Linked DNA regions of Mus musculus: region 2 is linked to region 1. Evidence: chromatin contacts called from public ChIA-PET data. All regions are on one chromosome and are shown on one strand. The core of a region is the stretch at or near the end of the contact, and the rest is flanking DNA. Distances in the headings are between cores, read along the strand shown. Region 1 has its middle 46 kb from the start of Gm39448. Region 2 overlaps Tgfbr2 (transforming growth factor, beta receptor II).

The links. ChIA-PET counts read pairs in DNA pulled down with a chosen protein or histone mark.
Region 2: an RNA polymerase II ChIA-PET map of memory CD8 T cells shows a contact between it and region 1, with 12 read pairs. The contact joins two enhancer-like sites.

The regions. Positions count from the first base shown.
Region 1 is chr9:115,609,858-115,614,950 of GRCm38.p6, reverse strand. No RefSeq gene overlaps it. Among named protein-coding and RNA genes, the nearest start is that of Gm39448, 46 kb to the left of the region's middle. Within about 2 kb of position 3,205, at least 75 of the 459 cell types and tissues checked have an H3K27ac peak or open chromatin away from gene starts, as enhancers often do. A contact at or near this core is called in memory CD8 T cells, where this site is marked.
Region 2 is chr9:116,088,862-116,094,412 of GRCm38.p6, reverse strand. Tgfbr2 (transforming growth factor, beta receptor II) reads left to right here. Exons shown (of 8, transcript NM_009371.3): 7 at 1,340-1,467; 8 at 3,856-5,551. The coding sequence ends at 4,035. Among named protein-coding and RNA genes, the nearest start is that of Gm31014, 37 kb to the right of the region's middle. Within about 2 kb of position 2,307, at least 43 of the 459 cell types and tissues checked have an H3K27ac peak or open chromatin away from gene starts, as enhancers often do. A contact at or near this core is called in memory CD8 T cells, where this site is marked.

The sequences.
Region 1 (5,093 bases), core at 1,956-4,455:
CCAGCACTGTGCTGCTCTGCCTCCTGACTTCAGATACAATGTGGCCAGCACTGTCCTGCTCTGCCTCCTGACTTCAGATACAATGTGACCAGCACTGTCCTGCTCTGCTTCCTGACTTTGGATATAATGTGACCAACATGGTCCTGCTCTCAACAAAGTACCTTCCCCAACATGATGGACTGCATCCTCAGAATTAGAAACCAACATGAAACCTTCCTCCATTAAATTGCTTCAGTTGGGTATTTTGCCACAACAATAGACAAGTAACTAAAAATAGTTGCTGGAATACTTTTAGTTGATGATATAGTAATAGTAGTAGATCTAGTTTAGGCACTAAACTGACAAGATCTAGTGACAAGAGTGATCAGTTAGAGTTAGAGAAGTTGTGAGCATCTGAGGCTCTCTACAATAGCACATGATGTAAAAGTACCTAAAGTAACTGCTATGCCTGTTGGTTCTGCTGTGGGTTGCTGGCCTCCATTGATCAGCGAAGGAAGCACTAAGCCTTAATAAAAATAAATAAAAGGTAATCATTTTTCCATCTAAGTCTAGATTCTGAAGTTCACTTTGGGTAGCTTAAGTTAAGAACTTTGACTGTAAACAGTCATTTCAAATGACAACGACCTTTTTGGCTCAGCATGAGTGCCTCAAGAAAGCCAGCCTCCATTCACCTTTTACACTGACTGTGCTCAGTACCCATCCCATGGCCAGATGGCTCGGAGAGGCCTGGCAGCTGGTGTGAAATCAAAGCATACATATACAAAACCCTCAAATCTCTCCAAGCTAACTGCCACTCATCCCCATCCCTCCTGCCTCCCCACTCCCCCAAAACAAGAGCTGATTGGCTTCCTCTCTCCTTTCTCTGGGCCTGTCTCTATTACACCAAGGTCCCCATTTAGGAAGAGAAAATGGTCACTGTGTCCACAGAGCTCAGTTTCTGACTGTGGGCAACCTAGGGCTTTGGGATGATTACTTCAGTGTCACCACAGTTGTTCCTAAAATGACTCAGGTCAGAGGCTGGACCCTGGAAGCCCTAATGAGCTAGGCTTGGCCACCCACCCTCAAGACACCAATGGAAGACAAGAAACAGAGGAAGTGGATCTACTTGATGTGACCACAGTGAGAAGAGAAACAAAAGAGGTCCAGTGACCCCAGAATCCATCTTTGATGGTGGTGGGGTCCTAACATGAGATTTATGTTTAAATACAGGGCAAGAAAGCAGACCTGGTCCGGATCTGGTCCTGCCCACCATACCCAGTCTATCCCACAAGGTATTCTAACAAATCAGAGCTGCTTGCAGTCTCATACTAGGAGACAAGTTGTCCTCCAACTGGCGCCAGATCTTGGACATTTCCTTCTGATATGAGACTTCTGCAGAAATCTTGAATCCTTAGGTCCATTGCCTCGACAGCCTGATAACAAAAACTAGGGGCACAAGTATCTCCTTAGGCTATCTCCACTCCAGTCAGGATGGTCACATGACCAGGCTGATATTTCTGGAGAGTGACGAGCACTCTATCTTGTCTTGTAGTATTGCACCTTCAAGTCACCACCCACTCCCGCTTGGATGCTGGTCTCTCAGACGGTGCTGTCCTATAGTCTTCCTGGCCGACTAAATCTGATTCACACCTATCTTAGTAGGGCCCATGGGCTAAAATAACTTGTGGACATTTATTTCTTTTTGTCTTTGTTCATTAAATACCATCCAATAAATTCTTCTATTTTGGCCGCTGGCCAAGGAAGCCTAAGTGTTTAGATATAAACACTTTTCCTATGGCCCTTTTATAGGGGAGACCTACTAACCTCTGTCACGGCATATCAGACAGGCCTGACCAGGAAACCTGCAGCTATCTAGGCCACTGTAAGGGCGTGGGGGTGGGGAGCTCGTTATCAAGATTGGTTACCTCAGAGTCGTTAGAGTATAGGAGGTTAACAGAACACAGCAAAGAACATAGAGAAGAAGCAGGAGGCAGGACGTGGCCACTACCTGCCCTGGAGGGAGAGGGAATATGGTGTAACTGGCTAATTAAGAAAGGGGAGTGAAGGTTCTTACTCTCTTGACCATAATTTCACACTGGTACTTCTGGCTGAAGTCAACCAGAAAGCTGTTGACCAGGGATGCTAGAGAATGCAGCTTCCTGCAACACAGAGAAACAAAGAAAAGGGCGTGGCCTATCTGTGTTTAGAGCAGATGCAGATGGGCAGATATGGAGATCACCAAAGCCTGCCTTTCAGTTTGAGGAAAGTGTCCACTGTGAGAATCAGTACTATTACCCATATGTGTGCTACTGTGAGCTTCTGCCCTGCCCTTGGGTCCATTTTGGATTGTCTAGGCTAAACATGTGTAAGGAAACAGTCAGATGGATTTCCTTGATGCCGTGACAAAGGCAACTAAAGAAATGAAGGGTTTATTCTGCCCCTGGTCTGAGGTGAGTGAGCTATAGAGCCAGGAGTGTGAGGCAGTGTGTCATATTGTATTGAATCGGAAGCACAGAGATGGGGACACCAGTGCTCAGCTCAGTTTTTCCTTTTAATTCAGTTCAGGGTGCCACTGTATGACATAGTGCCACCCACAGTTAAGAGTAGGCATTTATGCCTCAACTAATCCAATCCAGAAACCCCCTCATAGATAAGATGGAGGATGTCCCATGGTGATCCTAACTCCCACCCTGTTGGCAATGAGGATTAAGAACAGCGCTGCATTAAACTGGCTTAGACCAGAAGTTTTGAGTAAGGACTGAAATGAGATGACACTTGTGACTAATTAAGAAAGGCGAACACATGAGGTAGACCCAGAAAGTTCTACAAGCTCCTTCTCTCCAATGACATCCCCCATGCTGCTTACCACACAGGCCAGAAACATGGCGAGACTATGAGTTTGCTGGGCAAACTCCCATGATGCTTTGGGTCCACGAGGACATTTTTCCTAGAGGTGGGTAAATTGTTAGAAGAATTGCATCTGCCTGCTTCATACAGAGTTTTCTTCCACACCTGTCTGCTGTGCCAACCTCTAAAACCACAAGCGTGACAGCTTAGTTTAAAGAGCTTCCTCTTTTAAATGCCAGCCAATGAAGTCAATGGCGGATGTAATAACATAAAGAACAAAGCCACTATGGAAAACTTTTTGTCCCCTTGAATGTCACATGCTGGCATAAAAAGGTGCAGAGACTGACACGGGCTACTCCCTCAAGACAGCATCCAAACACAGCCTCAAGGACTGGCTGCTTAGAGATTGACCACATCCAGATTCTGCCCAGGTAAACACTGACTCCCAAGCATAAAAGGCTCTCGGAGCCTCTTTGAAGCTTTCTAGGGGCCAGTGTACCTTCTGCCTTCAACCACCTCCTGAATAGGTGTGCCTCTGCCTCTCCTCTTCTTGTAACTTGCCAGGGTTTGGCCGTGACATGGATGAATAAGGCAGTAAATGTGGGATTTGGTCTCACAGCCCAGCCTCCCTCATATTCTGCTCCTCACAGTCTTGTTTCTGTATGAAAGTTGTCAGTTCAGAGAGAGCGAGAACAAGAGGAAGAGGCTCTTCCTACCAAGATGATGTCTTCCTTCCCAGGACAGTCTGTCACAGAGTCCCTAAGGGAATGTTGGGCTAGAGGTTAGCTTCTAAGCAGAATGGTTGATACTAACCTAGAATAACTCCAATGATTGACACAGTTTTAAAAAAAGTATCACCTTTGAATGTACTTAACATTTTGCTTTTAATTGACTTGCATTTTTATTTAAATCCATTTAAGAGAAATCTTATATATATATAACAAATGCAAAATTAATATAATGTTCTAGAACTAGAAGGTAACCAGGAAAACAAAATAAGGTTATCCTGAGCCTCAGAAAGCCGAGAATCAGGGGGTGGGGGTTGGTTGCAAATAGGGAGAGGGCTGGTAAAGATTTACTGTTGCCTGGGTGATGATATTGCTCAACAGGTAAAAGTGCTTGCCTCCAAGTCTGACGACCTATTGTAGCTTGTGGTCTTTTTTTTTTTTTTTTTTGTAGCTTGTGGTCTTATCTACCCCGCTTTATGCTCCTGGGCAGGCTGCACTTCCAGCCACCCACCCAGGGAAACTTTGGATACTCGGATAAAAGACAACACATATTAGCTTATTTTTAATGTGCCTTGCTAGCTCAATGGTTGGACACTTGTTAGCCTCTTGCCTTGTACCTCAGGCCTAATCAAGGAAGCGGCCAGTGGCCACTTATCTGAGATATGACACGGTTGGTTGGCTTTCTCTCCTGAAGCTCCAACATCCCTTCTGTCTCCCTCTTGAACATGGAAAATCTCCCTCTGCTCCCTCCTCTCTCCTAGCCTTTCTGCCCAGCCATTGGCTACTGACTCTTTATTGACTGATCAAAAACCAATTGGGGACAAGGACCTTTAGTGTATAGGCACACAGATCCCCGATTAAGTCAAAGCATCCCAACATCAACCTACAACCTTTGTTCCATCCCCAGCACCCACATGGCAGAAGGGGAAGACATAAGCCCCGCAACCTATCCTCTGACCTCCATATGCTCACCATGATAGGCACCCACATGCATGTGCTCACATGTGTGCACACTTACAACTGAAGACATGTAATAGAAAGGAAATGCTGGTACGAAAATAAAATGGTTTCTCGTAAACACCTGGAAGGATTGAAGGACCAGACTGGGGAGCGGCTGGTAGAGTCTGTGTCCTGTTGCCGTTTCTGATCTCATTGTTGTAACCACAGGAAAAATCTGCTTTGGCTCACAGGAGAGAGCACGTTCCATCACAGCAACAAAGGCACCGAGGACTTCAGGATGGGGGAAGCATGCAGCAGACACTGCAGGCATCTTAAAAGGTCAAGAAATAATGCAGACAGGAAGTGGAACCAGTCTGTAAAACCTCAAGGCCCACCTCCAGAGACACACTTCCTCCACGGAGGCTTCCATTCCTAAACACTCTACAACCTTGAAACAGCAATACCAACTAGGAACCACCAAATATTCAAATGCACCCATGAGCCTGTGGGAGACATTTCTTATTCAAAAGACAAGAAGTGACTATGCCAATTCTGTCTGGGGGCAGACAAACCAGGACTAGTAGACTTTGAGATCTGTGC
Region 2 (5,551 bases), core at 1,058-3,557, 480 kb before region 1:
GGTGTTGGGGATTGGACTTGAACCTAGGGCGTGGTGCATGGTAGGTGAGCACTCTCCACTGAGCCACATGTCCCCAGCCCCAGAACTCTCTCATTCTCTCCATCAGAAACTCTCTACCGATTATAAACACCAAACCCACATTTCTACCCCCCTCGCCCCTAATAATCATCTCCTAACTCCCAGAGAAACACCCACTCTCTCTTCATCTCTGTGAGTCTGGCTCCAGAGCGATTTAACCCTCCTTTCTACTGCCACAATAAAATACTTGAGGCTGGGTCATTAAAGGAGAAGCTTTCTTTTGGCTCACGGTTCTGGAGAGCAGGAAGTCCAGCAGTGTGGCCTGGTGCTCCTTGTACCACCACAGTGTGAGAAGCAGACTGGCTTGTCATGCTTGCCTTGTTAGAGACAGATCGTCCCTGTGTGACACAGGTAGACACTGAACTCCTGGGTGGTGAGACCTTGCACTACCAGGACAGCTTTAAACTGGCTATAGTAACAGACCCACTCTCAAAGACGTCTAAGAATCCGTGAAAAGATTTACTAAGGAAGAGTTTCCCTCAGCTGACTATGAAGGTCACCCCCGCCCCCTTCCCTCTCGGTGCCTCATGAGAGTGGCTAATCTCCAGTGAAAGTTTTGGTGGGGACATTACATGGATATTCCACACATACACACAATATTCCACTTTGGTGTCTGGCTTACTTCTCTTACTAATTAATGTCTTCAGGAACCATCCAGGTTAGAGCATCTTTCAGAACTCCATTCCTTTGGAGGGCGAATGTTCCCATGAAATTGAACATCATTTATTGAGTCTGTTTTATTACTGTGGGCCTGTGGAGGACAAGAAGCTTTGAAATACATACAGCTTTTAAAAAGTATTTTATTTTAATTAATTAATTATTTATTTTTATTATTTTGTATGTATGAGTATTTTGTGTTTTGTTTGTATGTTTGTGGTATGAGTTTGTCTGTGTACCATGGTATGTATGATAATCTGTTTCTTCCCTTAGAAAAAAAGTATTCTCCCCGCCAACTGAGAGTGCCTGCGTTATGGGAAAGCTGGTTTCCTGTCTGCCTTATTCCCTAGGTGTCAGCTATTAGCATGATGTCTAGAAGGATTGAACAATCAATCACCGAATGGACTATGTCCCAGCATCCTTCCAACACCACCCCTGCCTTCTTATTTTAACCCACCACCATTGCAAGTGTTCTAGCAATGGCAGGTTCATTCTGCCCTCGGGTACCTCATACTACCCAGCCAGGCTCTCACCCAGCACACTTCCCGCAGTCGTGTATGTACCCTATGCTCATCTTGTCTGTGTTTGCCTGTTCTCTTCACAGAAGTGAAGGATTACGAGCCCCCATTTGGTTCCAAGGTGCGGGAGCACCCCTGTGTGGAGAGCATGAAAGACAGTGTGCTGAGAGACCGAGGGCGGCCGGAAATTCCCAGCTTCTGGCTCAACCACCAGGTAAGGAGGGCTGGCTTCCTTGGTTCTCTGAAACTCTGTTGGGTTTGTGTTCGTAAGGAAAATTCCAGCATAAGCGAATGACCTTGAGGGTTGCATTCAGTAGGCTAACGCAGCATTCCCATAGAAAGCGCAGATAAGCACCATAGGGCACTGGTCACTTTCCCCAAGCTCTCTGGATGCAGAGTTGAGATCTGTTGCTAGCTGTGCCTCCGGTCACCTCCCAAGTCTTCACACAAGGAGCCTACACCTCATTCCCTCTGTGCTCTGACTTTGCTCCTCTGAGGTCCTTCAACCTCAGAAAGAAATATTTAGCAGTTGGAAGCAAACAGCGTTGCCAGGTAGCTGGTGTGCTCATACATGCTGGCTGTGTATGGAAACGAGAGGGACACTGTGTATGAGCTTAGGGAAGAGGAGGCTGGCTCACCACAATGGAGGACCGGAAATCAATGCAGAGGAGCCTGCAGGTGAAGGAGGTTGCCGGGCCACCTGTTGAGTGACATCCTCACAGCTCACTGTCAGAACCTGAAGTTAAGGATGCTCATAGCCGTGGTAGAGGAGAAGAGAAGAAAGGGTAGGTTGTGAGTGAGAGATGGTTGGCCACAGGTGTGATGTTCCCGAGAAAGCCTCAGTAAAGAAAGAGCTAGACCGGTATTTTTCCGATTCTTTTCCATCCAGCATAGCCCTTTATGGCTCTTTCAGATGAAGTCCTTCTTCCTTGCAGACAGTGGCTGGGAAGGTCTGCCTCAAGGCAAGGGGCGTTCAAAGGAGAGCCAGAAACAGCAAGCCAGGCACAGCCAGGAAGACAAATGGGGCAGGAAGTCTGCTCAGAGCAGCCCTGGCCCAGAGCCAGCCCTGTGATGGGGAGTAGGTGAGCCAGGCTTCCCGGGGTCAGAGTATTTACCAGAGGGAGTCTCAGGCAAATTGTCTTTGGTTCTAAAAATGCAAGGCTGTTTGTAGAATCTCAGGATTTAGAAGGCCCAGGAATGGTATGCTCCATTGAAACTCTGTCACCGTCTCTTGAAGTCTCCCCTGTAAAGTTCTCTTAATGAAGTCATTATTCATTATGATAAAATTCTGGAAAGAATTTGCATAATACATTTTTTTCTCTTAATGAGATTTGTTGCCCTATTGATTTCAAGGTAATGCTTAATATTTAATTTAATTTACAGCCTGTAATTACTGTGTCAGAACAAAATAAATGTTTCTGGTGTGGCAACAATAACACTCTACTCTTAACAGGGCCATCAATCAATACCATCAGTTAGGTGAATTATGCAATTAATCCCACATCAAGAACTGGGGGCAGGGAGGGGAACTCCCCAGAAGTTGTGAAAGTTGCTGGTATCGCCTGGCAAACACCAACTCTCCAGCAAGAGTGTTAGATGTATCTTTGCCAACAGTATGGAGATCATGAGAGGCAATGTTGACCTCCACATTGGAAAGAGCTAATCTTATTTCCACCTCTCGGGCCATGCACTTACCTTCTGATTTTCTCAAAGAACTCAAAACATTAAGGAAGACATTCTTGACACAAAATGAAATCCAGCTGAGATAGAGTGCTTTGCTGTTCTAGACAGCCTTCCGTGCGTGGGAGTGAGTTTAGCGAGTAGGGTTGTGTTGGGGAGGGCCACCTTTGAAATATCTTACAGTCAAGCATATTTGACATACAAAGACAGTCACGTCAGAGGGCCTAGCTTAATGTCAATGGAGATGACGGGGGTGTCTGAGTCACCCTAGGCAATTCTGGAAGCAACTTATAAGTCATTCTGTGAAAGACAGGCTTTACCAAATGAGCTCAGGTTAATGCCTGCCCCACTCTGGGCTTGAGGGTCCAGCTCCATTCAAACAGAAGGGTACCTATGGGCTAGCACGGTTACAGTTTGAAAGAAGAAAATCTCCAGAGGCCATGAAAGAGTCAAGGGAAAGAGAGAGCCCAGCTTAAAGTGAGGAACGGAAGTCCTTCAGACCCTGTAATGGATATATCTGTTACATTCTATACAATGTATGCCACCATGAGTAGACCCTAGGCACTGGAGAGATGGCACTATTGCAAATTAGGGTGAGGACCTGAGCTCGAATCCCCAGTACCCATGTAAAAAGCTGGTGGCCATGATGTAATCCTGTAAGACAAGCACAGAAGGAAGAGGAGGCAGAAGGATCCCAAATCAGTGAGCTCCAGGCTCAATGAGAAACCCTGTCTCAAAGAGTAAGGTGTCTTTGAGGAAGACAGCTGACAGTGACCTTTGACCCACACCTACCTACACATGAACACATAGAAAGAGTGAGCCTTATTCTGAACTGTGGACCTTGTTAATGATGTATTGATACTAACTCCATGGAGACCACCCACTGACGGTGCCCTTGGGACCCCCCTCCTTTCCTCTGCAGGGCATCCAGATCGTGTGTGAGACTTTGACCGAGTGCTGGGACCATGACCCCGAAGCCCGTCTCACAGCACAGTGTGTGGCAGAGCGCTTCAGTGAGCTGGAGCATCCGGAGAGACTCTCTGGGAGGAGCTGCTCCCAGGAGAAGATTCCAGAAGATGGCTCGCTGAACACTACCAAATAGCTTTTTCTGGGCAGGCTGGGCCAAGCCTCCAGAAGCCGTCCTCTAGCCAAAGACCAGAGGCAGCAGGATTCTCTCCTGACTGATGCTTCTGGAAAACCAAGGACTTGCTCCCTTCTTCCCCAGGAGCTGCCCCGTGTTTAGAAGCGGCAGCAGCAGCAGCAACAACCATAGCGGCGGTGGCAGCGGCGGGGGATGAGTGACAGAGAGCGTCCTATGCCTTGGAGACTGTCATGGCATAAGCTGTGCTAGCACCTCCTCAGGAAATGAGATTGATTTTTACAACAGCCAATAACGTTTGCACTTTATTAATGCCTGTGTGTAAATACGAATAGCTATGTTTTATATATATCTATATATCTATATGTCTATATCTCTCTATATATAGCCATACTCTGCAAGGAGACAAAGAAAATGATCAAATGTGTTCCCCGGGGAATTAGTTTTTATTGGAGAGCTCTAGAATGGAGCAGAAGGGACTCGGGATAGCGTTAGCACTTGACAATCAGTCACACAAGCAACGATCCCCTGACAGCAGGGTTGGGGGCACAATTGTATGAGAAGGATCCATGCCTTGCAGCCTGCTTTGGCCACAAAACACTTTGTTTTGCAATAATGACCCTCTACAGTAGGGTGCTTTATGGACCAGGGAGCTGAGCTCCAGTCCAGCACTGAGTCCCAGGATCTCCCATGTGTCTTTGCTTCTCTTGGTTGTTATCTTTGACATTCAAGCCCCACTCTGACTTGTGAACCTTCTGACTTAGCCTTGAAACTTGGCCCCATTTTTCTGCTTTTACGGGCTACCAAAAATCAAAGAAGACCGTTCCCCACCCATGAAATTGGCCTACCATCTACTAATAAGATTGAGTTCTTTGATCCTTTCCTGTGCATAAGTAACTGTTATTTGTTCCCTGCCATTATCCTTTGTTGATTTTTTTAAAACAAGGCACACCCTACACTCAGCCCCTCAGCCTCACTGTGTTTAATTTTTGTCGCTCTGCTGCTGGGTCTTCCAGCTTGCCATGGCAACACCAGTGGGTTCCATTATCCCAGCCTCCCAAATAGCGGACAGGATTTGAATGGCGCACGCTGCCCATACTGTACAGCTGTGTCCGGGGACTCTTTGAACCCTCCTTTTCCTCGATCAACACACTGTCGAAAAAGTTAGTTGAGCTTCTTTAGAACTATTTGGGAGGTTGCAGAGAAGCTTAGATTCCCCAATAAGCAGAGGAGGTGGTTCCTAGCTCCGCCCCCAGGGGGCATCATTTCCAGCAAGAAGGGCATGGCTGCAGCTGCCTCACTGCTCACTCCTAAGCCTCCAGACTTCCCATTACTCACACCCACCCCAGTCTGGAAATGAAAGCTGCTTCCAGTCAGGATCCATTGTAAGAAAAGTGCGTTCGTGAGCATGGAGAGATAGCAAGTAAAAATGGTTGCACCACAAGCAAGACGACCTGAGTTCAACCCCTCCAGAACCCACGACAAAAGTCATGTTCAGTGGGGCACTCTTATCATCTCA